Regions from separate parts of the Sus scrofa genome. Here region 1 is linked to region 2. Evidence: chromatin contacts called from public HiChIP or PLAC-seq data. All regions are on one chromosome and are shown on one strand. Each heading gives the region's core, a stretch centred on a gene start, on an enhancer-like site or on the middle of the called end of the contact. The rest is flanking DNA. Distances are from core to core; before and after follow the strand shown. Region 1 holds the start of LOC100525350 (polyprenol reductase). Region 2 holds the start of KDR (vascular endothelial growth factor receptor 2).

The links. HiChIP or PLAC-seq counts read pairs in DNA pulled down with a chosen protein or histone mark.
Region 1: an H3K27ac HiChIP or PLAC-seq map of skeletal muscle shows a contact between it and region 2, with 5 times the contacts expected there. The contact joins the promoter of LOC100525350 here to the promoter of KDR in region 2. A contact is called at or near these places in 1 of 47 Hi-C or Micro-C datasets (skeletal muscle) and 1 of 2 datasets of contacts at active chromatin or transcription factors (skeletal muscle).

What each region holds. Positions count from the first base shown.
Region 1 is chr8:42,021,132-42,026,848 of Sscrofa11.1, forward strand. It overlaps LOC100525350 (polyprenol reductase), which reads left to right and starts at 3,221. Exons shown (of 7, transcript XR_298920.3): 1 at 3,221-3,563.
Region 2 is chr8:41,854,157-41,860,082 of Sscrofa11.1, forward strand. KDR (vascular endothelial growth factor receptor 2) reads right to left here and starts at 2,223. Exons shown (of 30, transcript XM_003128987.6): 1 at 1,819-2,223. The coding sequence starts at 1,885.

The DNA of each region.
Region 1 (5,717 bases), core at 1,971-4,470, 170 kb after region 2:
GCCTTGACCATCTTTAGCCTTTCCTACTTCCTTACAGATTTTAGAATCAGCTTCTTAAATTCCACAAAAAGCTGGGGTTTGATTGGGATTACATTATTCCATAAATCAGCTTGGGGAGAATTGTCATTTTAACTATACTGAGTCTTCCAATTTGTGAGCTTAGTATAGCTCTCCTTTTAAATGGATTTTCTCTGTCAGTAACATTTTATTTTCTTTGAAGACCTACATACATTTTACTAGGTTTACTTCCAGATACATAACAGTTTATGTCATTGAAAATGGTATCTTTCTTATTTTTATTGTTTTGCTTTTTCAGCGGCATATGTAAGTTCCCAGGCTAGGGGTCAAATCGGAGCTACAGCGGCTGCCCTACACCACAGCCACAGTAACGTGGGATCTAAGCTGCTTCTGTGACCCACACCATAGCTCATGGCAAGGCCAGATCCTTAACCTACTGAGGGAGGCCAGGGATCAAACTCACATCTTCATGGTTCCTAGTCAGGTTCATTAACTGCTGAGCCACAAAGGGAACTCCTATTTTTTATTTTTTAAATTTTACATTTAATTTTATTTACTTATTTATTGCTCTTTAGGGCTGCACCCACAGCAAATGGAAGTTCCCAGCTAGGGGCTGAATTGGAGCTGCAGATGCCAGCCTACACCACAGCCACAGCAACATCAGATCAGAGCCATGTCTGTGACCTACACCACAGCTCAGGGCAACGCTGGATCCTTAATCCACTGAGCGAGGCCAGAAATCAAAACCGCAACCTCATGTATACTACTCGGGCTCATTACTACTGAGCCACAATGGGAACTCCGAAAATGGTTATCTTTAAAACATTTATTTTCTGTTCATTTCTGGGAAACAGAAAGGATCAACATCTAGAAACTAATTTTTGTACCTGGCAACTTTATCAAACTCTATTAGTTCTAATATCTTATCTGTAAAATCTATTGGAGTTTCACATTATCTTCAAATAATTATAATTTGTTTCTTACTTTCAGTCCTTAGGACTTTTCTTTCTTTTTCTTATTTACTGAGCTGGCTAGGGACTTCAGGAAAGCAGTGACTCCAAAGGTGACTGAATTTTGGTTTTCTATTTTGAAGGCAGAGCCAAGAGGATTTGCTGACAAATTGCATTTAGGCTGTGAGAGCAAGAGAGGAATCAAGGTTGAGTTCAGCCTTTCCACAGAAAAGAAAATCATGGACATGGAGAACAGACTTGTGGTTGCCAAGAAGAGGGAAGGAGTGGGAGGGACTGGGAATTTGGGGTTAATAGATGCAAACTATAGCTCTTGGAATGGATAAGCAATGGGATCCTGCTGTATAACACTGGGAACTATGTCTGGTCACTTGTGATGGAGCGTGATAATATGAGAGAAAAGAATGTATACATGTATGTGTGACTGGGTCACCTTCCTATGCAGCGAAAAAGTGACAGGACACTGCAAATCAGCTATAATAGAAAAAATAAAAATCATTATAAAAATTTTAAAAATTAAAAAAAAAAAAAAAGGTTGAGTTCAGGATTTGGGCCTGAACATTTGGAAAAATGACACTGCAGGCCAAGCCAGAGGTTTGTTGATTGTACAGTTCTGGTAATTAAATGAAGAAAAGACAGAAACCAAATGATATTTATTGGCAATGATCTAACAGGCTTGAGCCTGATTTACCAAAAATAACTCACACTCTAGTAAAAATTTAAAACATTTACAAATGCTCCTAATTGGGCCTAACTTGGGATTTCCTATTCAGTTACTGCCCTCTACAGGAAGCTTGTCTGAATATGAGCTGTGCGTGCTGATAAAAATCCAACCCCCAAAATAGAGGTTAATTTATTCCTCCATCCTCAGTCTTTCCTGTTTCCACTACACACACACACACACACACACACACACCTTGTTTTGCAATCCTGCCCCAGGTCAGGAAAGTACAACAGAACCTCCCAGGAAATCTGGTCCCTGCAAGGCACTTCAAGTAGCTTTTCTGGAAAGATGTCCTAGAAGGGCCAGCTGAGATTCTATGGGCTTACCCTAAAAACAGTGAAGGGGCAATGAAGAGGTGACCCTGCAAAAACCCTGGGTCATAGAAAGAGATCTCATTGTCCCAGCTGGAAGGCCAATGTGACCATCCTTTATCACATGGCTCTTAAGTCACTGGTACAGCCTGAGGTTTCCTTGCACAAGGAAGCAAAACTCTAAGAAGCTGGCACATTTAACAATGCAAAAGACTGTTCAAGCCACATTAACCTTCCACCCAGTTCCCTGACGCTGATTTACAACACACACAGGGTACCTCACTGGGATAAGGGCTGGTGCTCCCCTCACATGCCACCCAATCTCAGGAATGTAAGCTTCAAAAAGTCAAGGACATTGTCCCATAAGCCTCTCTGTTCTCATTGTCCAAAATGATACCCGTCATATAATAGGTATATGATAATATTTTTTGGAATTGTCATTTTAAAGGCTTTTAAAAGTATTAAAAGGGTTAAATTTTCATGTGTCCTAACCAAAAATCAATGTTGTTTAAAACTGATGAGTCAAGAAAAATCACACTGTTACTGCAGAGAGGTAAATATCAAAAGAAATTGCTGATGAAGTTAAAAGCTTTGCCTATGTGGAGTGGAACTGCAGCAGGAAAAGGACCAATTTTTATCACTTTCATTTTTGTATTTGCAAGTGTCTTCATGATTTTCTAGTTTGCGTATTCAAATCATACACATTTATCTAATATAATATTCATTTTTGTGTATGATCTACCGTCTTCATCCGTACATTCACATTACATAATTGCAATCATAGCTATATATTTTATAATTGGCTTTTTTTCCCTTAGTCCACAGGTTCAGTTATAGTAAAGAGTTCACTGCGTTTTTAGTTTTCATAATTACCATGTCAATTACTGTATGACATTCCAATGTGTTACTGTACCATAATTTAGCTAAATACCTTAAAGTGGAACATTCTGCATTGTTTCCACTTTTCCATTGAAAATAATGCTGCAATAAAAACTCTCAGGCACCGTCTTATCCGTTCTGCCTCTTTGAATCATACTGTTCAATCACATTCTGGGGTCCCATCTAGGCACCCCAACTCAAACCAGCGACAAAGGACAACCTGCTAGCATCAGCGGGACCCAGACCTTGGAGCCCGCGCGGTGGCGCGTCGTCTCCTCCCAGGGGGCGTGGCCTCCCCCAGGGGCGGGGCCTATCACGTCTCCGCCCCGCGCTGCGTCACCGACGTCCCGCCCGGCTAGCCCCGGGTGCGGTTTGCGTGTGCTGGCGTCTCTGCTGCCCCTCGCTGCCGACCTCCGGAGCGTGGACGCTGGGTGTGCCGGCCATGGTCCCCCGGTTGGAGGCCGAGCTCTTGGTACTGAACCCGCTGCGCGCCGTATGGCTCACGCTGGCCGCCGCCTTCCTGTTGACCCTCCTGCTGCAGCTCATGCCGCCCCGCCTGCTTCCGGGCTGCGCGCTCTTCCAGGACCTCATCCGCCATGGAAAAACGAAGCATGGGGGACCGCCGCGCCCTGCTATCTGCCGGGCCTTTGATGTCCCCAAGAGGTAACCGTGCTCGGGCGCGAGTCTCGGTGGCTAAAGCGTGCCGGGCTCAGACAGCCAGCAGGGGGCAGCAGAGGCGGGCGTGAGCCGAAGCGGACCCGGCCGGGGAGGCCCAGAGGAGTTCCCAGACAGGCCGCCCGCCTGCGCAGCCCGCTTCTGCTGCGTGGCCCTGGGGGCGAAATGCGCCGCGGTTCCGCCGTCACCGGTGATGCTGAGCCGCGCGCATCCTCGAGGGCGCAGGAAGGTGAATTGGTGGTTGCACGTAGTCTTTCCTTTGGGGAAAGACTTCCAAATTTAGGCCTGGTCACAAGTTCAAGTCTCTTTTGCCCCCAGATTCTCCTCCTTCCCTTCTCCTGCACTTTAGGGGCTCATCATCTGTCTTGAGGTCTGCGGAACTCACTAGAAATGAAGGCAAGCCCCCCCTTCGCTCCTCTCTGTGCCCTATGTGTCTCATCAATCCTCGCAGTCAGGACTAAGTCTGAGAAGCTGGTTACCGGCTGACGCCACTGACTCTCAAACCCGCACTTTGGCAGGTGCCCCTGGAGAAAATTGCCCGAGATGGCACGTTTTAGGCAAAGCAGGTCCCCCCAAGCGCCATTTGACTTTCAGCAAATTTCATAACTGAATTTAATGGGAAGTTACACCGTTAGGGCTTAAATAGAATTCTTTCAGAAATTGTAAGGCCTGTTTGGCGATATTTTTGTTTCTCTGTTTTTACTTTAAATTCAGAATATAGCCAGAACAGTGAGCCACCCACTTCTAGATGGTAGGAACAAAAGCCATGACTTTACTTGGAGGTACGTCCTAAGTTGGCATTTAGGAAAGAATATGGAGAAATATGACAGGGTTTATGATGTATAAACACCTTGGTCACTTACTGCTTAACCTCTCTGTAGGCAGTGCCCCATATTCACAGACAGGATAGGGCCTAAGTAAACTTGGCTTCCAAACCGTGGCTTCCCATTTTGGAGAAAGATTCATCAGGTATTAACACTGAGAGGGGAGAACTAGATCATTCTGAGCAACAGTGAAGGGAATGAGGTCCTGGGAAGAAGTAGAGGATTCAAACATGAGGATTAAACTTACTAGTTATTACAGGCTCTTTACAAGTGGAAATTTCCTGTTACTATTTTTGGCTTTGTTTGCTTGTTTGTTTGCCTTTTTAGGGCCACGCTGGTGGAATGTGGAGGTTCCCAGGCTAGCAGTCAAATCTGGCCTACACCACAGCCACAGCAATGCAGGATCTGAGCAGCATCTGCAACCTACACCACAGCTCAGAACAGTGCCAGATCTTTAACCCAGTGAATGATGCCAGGGATAGAACCCACATCCTCATGGATACTAGTTGGGTTCATCACCACTGAGACCCCAGGAGAACTCCCCTGTCACTATTTTTAATCAGGTTTCGACTATACTAAGTACTTTTCTACCTCATAGCGGAGGCATTCCTAGGTTGTCATTTATTTTAATGTTATAAAGTGAAGAAAAAAATTATTTTGAGAGTGTCAATTCTAGCAATTTATTTTCTGCATTTTGAAAAGGTACCAGTGGGAGTTCCTGTTGTGGCTCAGCAGTAATGAACCTGACTAGGATCCATGAGGACTCGGGTTCGATCCCTGGCCTCGCTCAGTGGATTAGGATCCGACGTTGCCATGAGCTGTGGTATAGGTTGCAGACGCATCTCGGATCTGGCATTGCTGTGACTGTGTCAGAGGCCAGCAGCTGTAGCTCCGATTAGACCCCTATCCTGGGAACCTCCATATGCTGTGGTGCGGCCCTAAAAAAAAAAAAAAAAAAAAAAAAAAAAAGGCAAAAAATAAATAAATACAACTTTTCCTTGTTCAAAATTTAGTAGTACTCTTAAAAGTGGAAATGAGCCTGTAAGTTCTATACTCCATTTCTAATGGACAGCTATAAATCATGTTTCTTCATCTAAAAGCTTAGGTAATTTTGTTTGGGATTATTTTTTCCTAAAGAGACAAGAATTAAACCTAAAATGAGTTCATGGAGTTTGATTTCAGTAGCCCTGTCTGATATTTTTCCTTTTTTTTTTTTTTTTAAGTTAATATGATAATTGTTTTTCTTGTTTTCTTTTTGGTTCCTAGCGTTTTGATTTCCCAGAAAGTCTGATTAAATATATGACCTAGAAAATGAGTT
Region 2 (5,926 bases), core at 973-3,472:
CACCCCACCATCAGACTAAGAGATTCTTGAAGATCTCTCATAAATCATTGCCACAGATTATCTCACACTCTAGACACACTTTCCTATGTTAAAAAAAAAAAAAAGGTTCTCCATTCATAGAGAGCCAAAACAACACCACACTATTCTAGAGACATGTCTTCAACAAAAAACTATTCAACAAGGCTATCAATAATGATAACTTCAAATTCATATCTGTAGACCAATGCTCAATTTCTTTTTGCTCCAATAAGCTTCATTCATTTTCACTGGCAAGTTTGAGTCCTGCTCTTCAGAAAGTTCTAAAGAAATAACTCTAAGTAATATGCTGCTACTCAATAAAAAGCTCTTCTATGTTCAAATCCCATAACCAAAATTAATTCATTTGTGCACTATTACCCTTCCAGCTCAAAGACAGGAAGGAAAAACAACAGTGCCTCTGTCTCTAGAATTTGATGGCATCAATTATAGCCCAATCCAATTAAGCAAGTCACACACTCCAAAAGGGCAACCTCATCATTATAGTCAGGGCATTTCAGTTACTACTGCTGTGCTATGAAACACCCCAGGCTTAAAAGCAACTCACTTCTTTGTGGGATACAGAACAAACCATATGTTCCAGACCTTCATTCTCTCCTGGTGAAGGGGGAGAGGAGGTCTTGTCAGGGACAAATAAGTGTCCCTAGTAGAGCTGGCCTGGATGAACCAAGTCATGATTAAGAAAATTCAGCAACTATAGACAGATGATTTTATTACTGCATACGCTTGTGTCTTTTTTAAAAAGACACGTGATTCTTTAGTTTATAAGGAATTTCCCCTGAATCATTTAACTTTTTTTCTCCTTTTCACCCTCTCCCCTTTCTCACCCTCCAAGGAAATTTAGAAGTCAGCAAACTGAGGCCACAGAAAAGATGCGAGGGAGAGAGAGAGAGAGAGAGAGAGAGAATATTTATTGCATCAGGAGCATGTGTGTTCCTAATCCTGAAGGAGACTGAAATTTTAGACAGCAAGGAGAGTGGTGAGTGGCGCCAAATCTAGGTACCAAATTCCTAGAGTAAGTTTTCAGAACGTGAACTTCTGACCATGTGCTTACCCAGAGGACCAAAAGCGTTTTGAAAGATAAGTTGTTTTCCATAGAAAGGTGACTATGACTTGGGACACTGGGAAGCTGTCACAGACAGAGGTCCAAGCCCCGATTTTCCGTTTCTCTCTTCGAGGAAAGAGGCATCCCGCCCCAGGAAGAATAAAAAATGTCTATCTCCCCTGGCCCCTCAACCTCATACACTGGGTGTGTATGTGAGTTCGAACCAAAGGGACCAGCAGACTGAGTCCCTTTTCGACTTCTACAGAGGCAGAGCTAAGTGCCCGGTGCCATCCGGACAAGCCGGCTCGTGGTCCCTAAAAGGCTTGCTTCCCCGCGTCCAGGATAGGATGGTGTGCGCGGCCGGACGGACAACGTTTCGCCGCCTGTTCCCGCCTGCGGGGGCACCTCCTGCCTGCCAGCCCCGGGCGCCTTCCCACTCCCGCCTCCCAAGAGCGTATCAGCTCCGCGGGACACGCTCCAGCCCAGGCCCCTGTCTCGGGCCAGCGTCGTGGAAATGGAACTGGGCTCAGGAGACCACCAACTCGCCGGGTAATCTTGGGCCAGGCATTGAGCCTGTTTCCTCTTTGGTAAATGAACGAACACAAAGTGTCAAGTCACTTTCATCTCTGCAGCGCTATGATTCCGAGTTAGGTCCGGCCTCCAGGTCCTCTCCGTATCCCCATCTCTCCGCCCGCACCCGACCTCTCCGCTTTCCTACTAGAGAGTGGGCTCCTTACCCACGGAGGCAGCCCGGGTCTCCACGCAGAGCCACAGAGCAAGGGCCAGCAGCGCCTTGCTCTTCATCCCGCACCTCGCGCTGGGCGCAGTGCCCAGAACTTGGGCGCAGGTTCTCTCTCCCTGGTCCTGCTCCGCGAAAAAGGCGCGGAGGTGGAACGCGCACAGCAGCGCAAGGCTCCGGGGCGCGCAGGGCGAGGATGCCCCAGCTCCGGTAGCGGCTGCAAGGGCGTCTGCGGGGGCCGGTAGGAGAAGTTATCCCAAGTGTCCGACCGCTCCGGGCTTTCTGAAGAGAGCAAGCGCTGCCCCGCGCGGGCAGAGAAAACAAACATACACCTCTCGCTCTCCCGGGGTCCCGGGACTCAGTGCAGGGTGGGAGCCAAGGCCGAAACTCTAGAGCGAGGGGGCGGGGATACGCGGGGCGGGGCTTCCCTTTGCAGCGGCCCCCGCCCCTCAGCCGGGCAGCGGGCGCGGATCCGGCGCTTCCCACGCCCATAGAATCTTCCGAGCTCCCCTCTCGCTCCGGACTGCGCCTGTCCCCTAGTCTCCCCACCCTGGCGCAACAACTCCATTTCTGTAGGAAAGAATATGTAGTCCATCAGGGGTTCTGAGCTTCGCCAAGATTCAGTCGCTTGCGGTCCCCCATCCCGAGATGCTGGAGAAACACTGGGAAGGCAGCAAGGGACACTGCGCCCTCAAGAGGCGCGCCAAAGTTTGAGATGGTCTTGGGCGCCGCGCGCGCCTGGAGTGGCTGCGGAGCAGGCTGGGGATCTGTAGCAAGTTGAGGCAGCAAGGGAGAAGCGAATACGCAGCAGAGATGAATGCAGGATCGCAAACCGGCAGTGACTCCGGCCAGTAGAAGTGATTTGCTTGGCCAGTGCAGTTGTAGTTTAAAAATCTGAATCTGAATTCCTTTGGTTCGAATATTAACTTGCCCAATTCTCCAAAGTTCCCCCTATTTCCTTATGCCTGGTGGCTTCAAATGTTGTTACCCCCCTTGCTCCCCAAAGCATTTAAATTTGAGACCCTCCCCCTCTACCTGGCTTTACCCAAAAACCTACCTCAGGCCTGCGGGGAGCTGGAGGTACTCAAGGCTCTGGCATACCCGCGGCGTGTGTGAGGGTCTCTGCAAGAAAGGCCATCTGTCCACCGTGTTACCGACCAGAAGTCCCTAGCATGATGCTTCCTCAGCCTTTTCAGAGCAGAGCCTCCAGCCAAGACCCACTTAGGCCAAGGGCAAGGAGGCTGCCAGCAGTCTTCACTGGAGAGGCAGTGAAGTAAAGCTTCCAGACCCTGGGCACCTGAGAACATTGTGTCGCCAAAACTCACTACTCTTTGTGGCTCTGTTCAGAGGAGAACATGGATTTCTTCCTAACCACATTGGTTCTTCTTTTCTTTCCATTTCTCCCCACACCTGGGAGGTGACAGCAGATGTCTCCTAACCTTATTATATGGAATCTTCCAGATCCCTTCATCTCTTACTTCCTGGGTGCTTTGCCATTTCCTTCTTTCTTTCTTTCTCTCTCTCTCTCCTTCCTTCCTTTCTTTTTCTTTCCTTCCTTCCTTCTTTCTTTCTTTCTTTCTTTCTTTCTTTCTTTCTTTCTTTCTTTCTTTCTTAATTTTTGACTCCTCCAGGAGGCTTGCAGGATCTCAGTTCCCCTGCCAGAAACTGAACCCAGGTCATGGCGGTTAAAGCCCAAATCCTAACCAGCAGATCACCAGGGAACTCCCTCAGGTACTTTTTAAAGGCAGCTTAAAGGACCATCCTTCAGGGAGATGAAGAGGTAGAAATATTTTATTTCTACATCTACTCCAAACTTCTCCTCCTCCTGAAGTACACAATTAATGTACTGTGGCTTTTCTTCCACTATTTTAAAAATATTTACTGTATTTACTCTTCTATTTTGTCAGGCTGATGACTGAAATACTATAACTCTGAAATATAATGAATGTATATGGTTTAAAATTTTTTAATATGAAAAGGTTTGGAATGAAAAGTCCTTTCTTTAGCAGAGGCAAGCATTTTTATCTTTCCTTTTTTTCCAAGCAAATTCTATGCACATATAGGTATATCATACTCCTCATTCCACAAAGAGTAGCCTTGGTATAAATATTGTTTGAGTGTTGGCTTTTTCACTATAAAATATAATTTGAAATCATTCTATATCAACCCTCACAGTGCCATCATATTCTTTTCACAGTAGCATAGTGTTTTACTGTACAGATGGTCTAATATTTTACCTAGGAGGTATTTCTTTGTCAGGGCCAGGGGTGTACTTAAAGAAACGCCTCTCTTCCTGCAAGTAAACTTAGCAAGGAAAACAGGATGGGCTCTGGCAAAGCTGGATAAGGGGGAGGGAGATGGAACCTGGTTCAGAGAAGGCAATTTTTCTCCATCTCCATCTCCAAACAATTCTCTCTCAGCTTTATTTACAATTCACGACACTTCCTCTTCCACGGCTCACTCAAGAAGATAGTGTCTCCTCTGAATGCAAACCAGAACCTGCAGGCCCATGGTAATAGCCCCCTTTAGAAGTCTTAGAGGAAATGATGCGTCTTTGATGGCCACAAGACCAGAATTTGGCAGGGGCTCAATGAAATCAGTCTACCACATTCCCTCCCACACAGCACTTAGAAGTGCCTTGAGTTCATGAAAAATGACAAATCCTGTTTTTTGTTGTTTTTTTTTTTAAGTGTGTTCCATGTGTAACACCCTCCCGTTATCTGGCACTGCTGCAAAAGGAGTGATTTGTGAGTTAATCAGGCTGTACACGGGAGATTGCTACCTATCAAAGTAGTATGTTCAGTGCCCCATAAATTGTGTTCAGACACCTTTGGGGGTGAGGCAGCCAAGAGCGGTGCTAAGTATACAGAGGCCACTTTGGCTGGGCTTACCTCCCGGGCCTACCCCTTACTATCCACGTGATCTTGACCAACTTCCTGGCTGCATATCTAGGAAACAATAGATGATAACAGTAGCTTCTTCCTAGGGTTTTTGCAGGAATGGAACGAGTTATTGCACATACAGCATGACCTAACACCTGGTGAGCACAGATGCCTGGCACATAGTAAGCACCCAAGACACATCAGGAAGCATTCTGCAAAGGTTAACTAGAGCATGCTGCATGGTCTCCTTCCTGTTGCTGCGACAGGTATGGCAAATAAAGCTCATTTCTTCAACAGCAGTTTCTGATCACCTACTATGCGCTACCTGAGAGAGACTAGAATTATGATGGTGAAAATATAGGCAACGTGAGCAGAAATGAGCAGTCCTCACGATAGCTCCACCCAGGGCAAATTTAACTTAATCACAGAGTGTTCTGTATCTCCAGCTGTTTCTTCAGGCTTTGTGCACCCAGCATGTAAATCGTTCAAATCACTAAAGCACGTTGCATACATTACACTCTACGGTGCCAACTCCAGTTCCATCACCACCTGTATTTTGGACTTCATATCTTAAAAAGTAAATAGGAAGACTAGCACCCACGAGGTTAATAACTGTGGAACTTAGATGATGAGTATATAGAGGCTCATTTTACACTTCTTTGTACATTTACACATTTAAAATTTTCCATGATTAAAAAAAAACTGTTTTAAGTAACTATAATCAAAGTGCTGCCTCGTCTTGTATAATACCATGGACTTTTCCACAGTCAGTGTCTTTGCATTACCTCTGGGACATGGCTGAGGCAGAGTCAGGCGGATGTGAACTTGCACTTTTTACTTCACATATCTCTATAACAGTTCTGCAAAATCAGAAAACATTAACTTTTGCAAATAAAAAAAATATATATAAATCCAGATCAGCTCTCTCTTGGAGTTCCCATCGTGGCGCAGTAGAAACGAATCTGACTAAGAACCATGAGGTTTCGGGTTCGATCCCTGGCCTCGCTCAGCGGGTTAAGGATCTGGTGTTGTCTTGAGCTGTGGTGTAGGTCATGGACGTGGCTCGGATCTGGCGTGGCTGTGGCATAGGCCAGCAGCTGTAGCTCCGATTTGCCCCCTAGCCTGGGAATCTCCATGTGCCATGGGTAGGGCTCTAAGAAAAGACAAAAAGACGAAAAAAAAAAAAAAGAAAGAAAGAAAAAAAGATCAGCGCTCTCTTCTAGT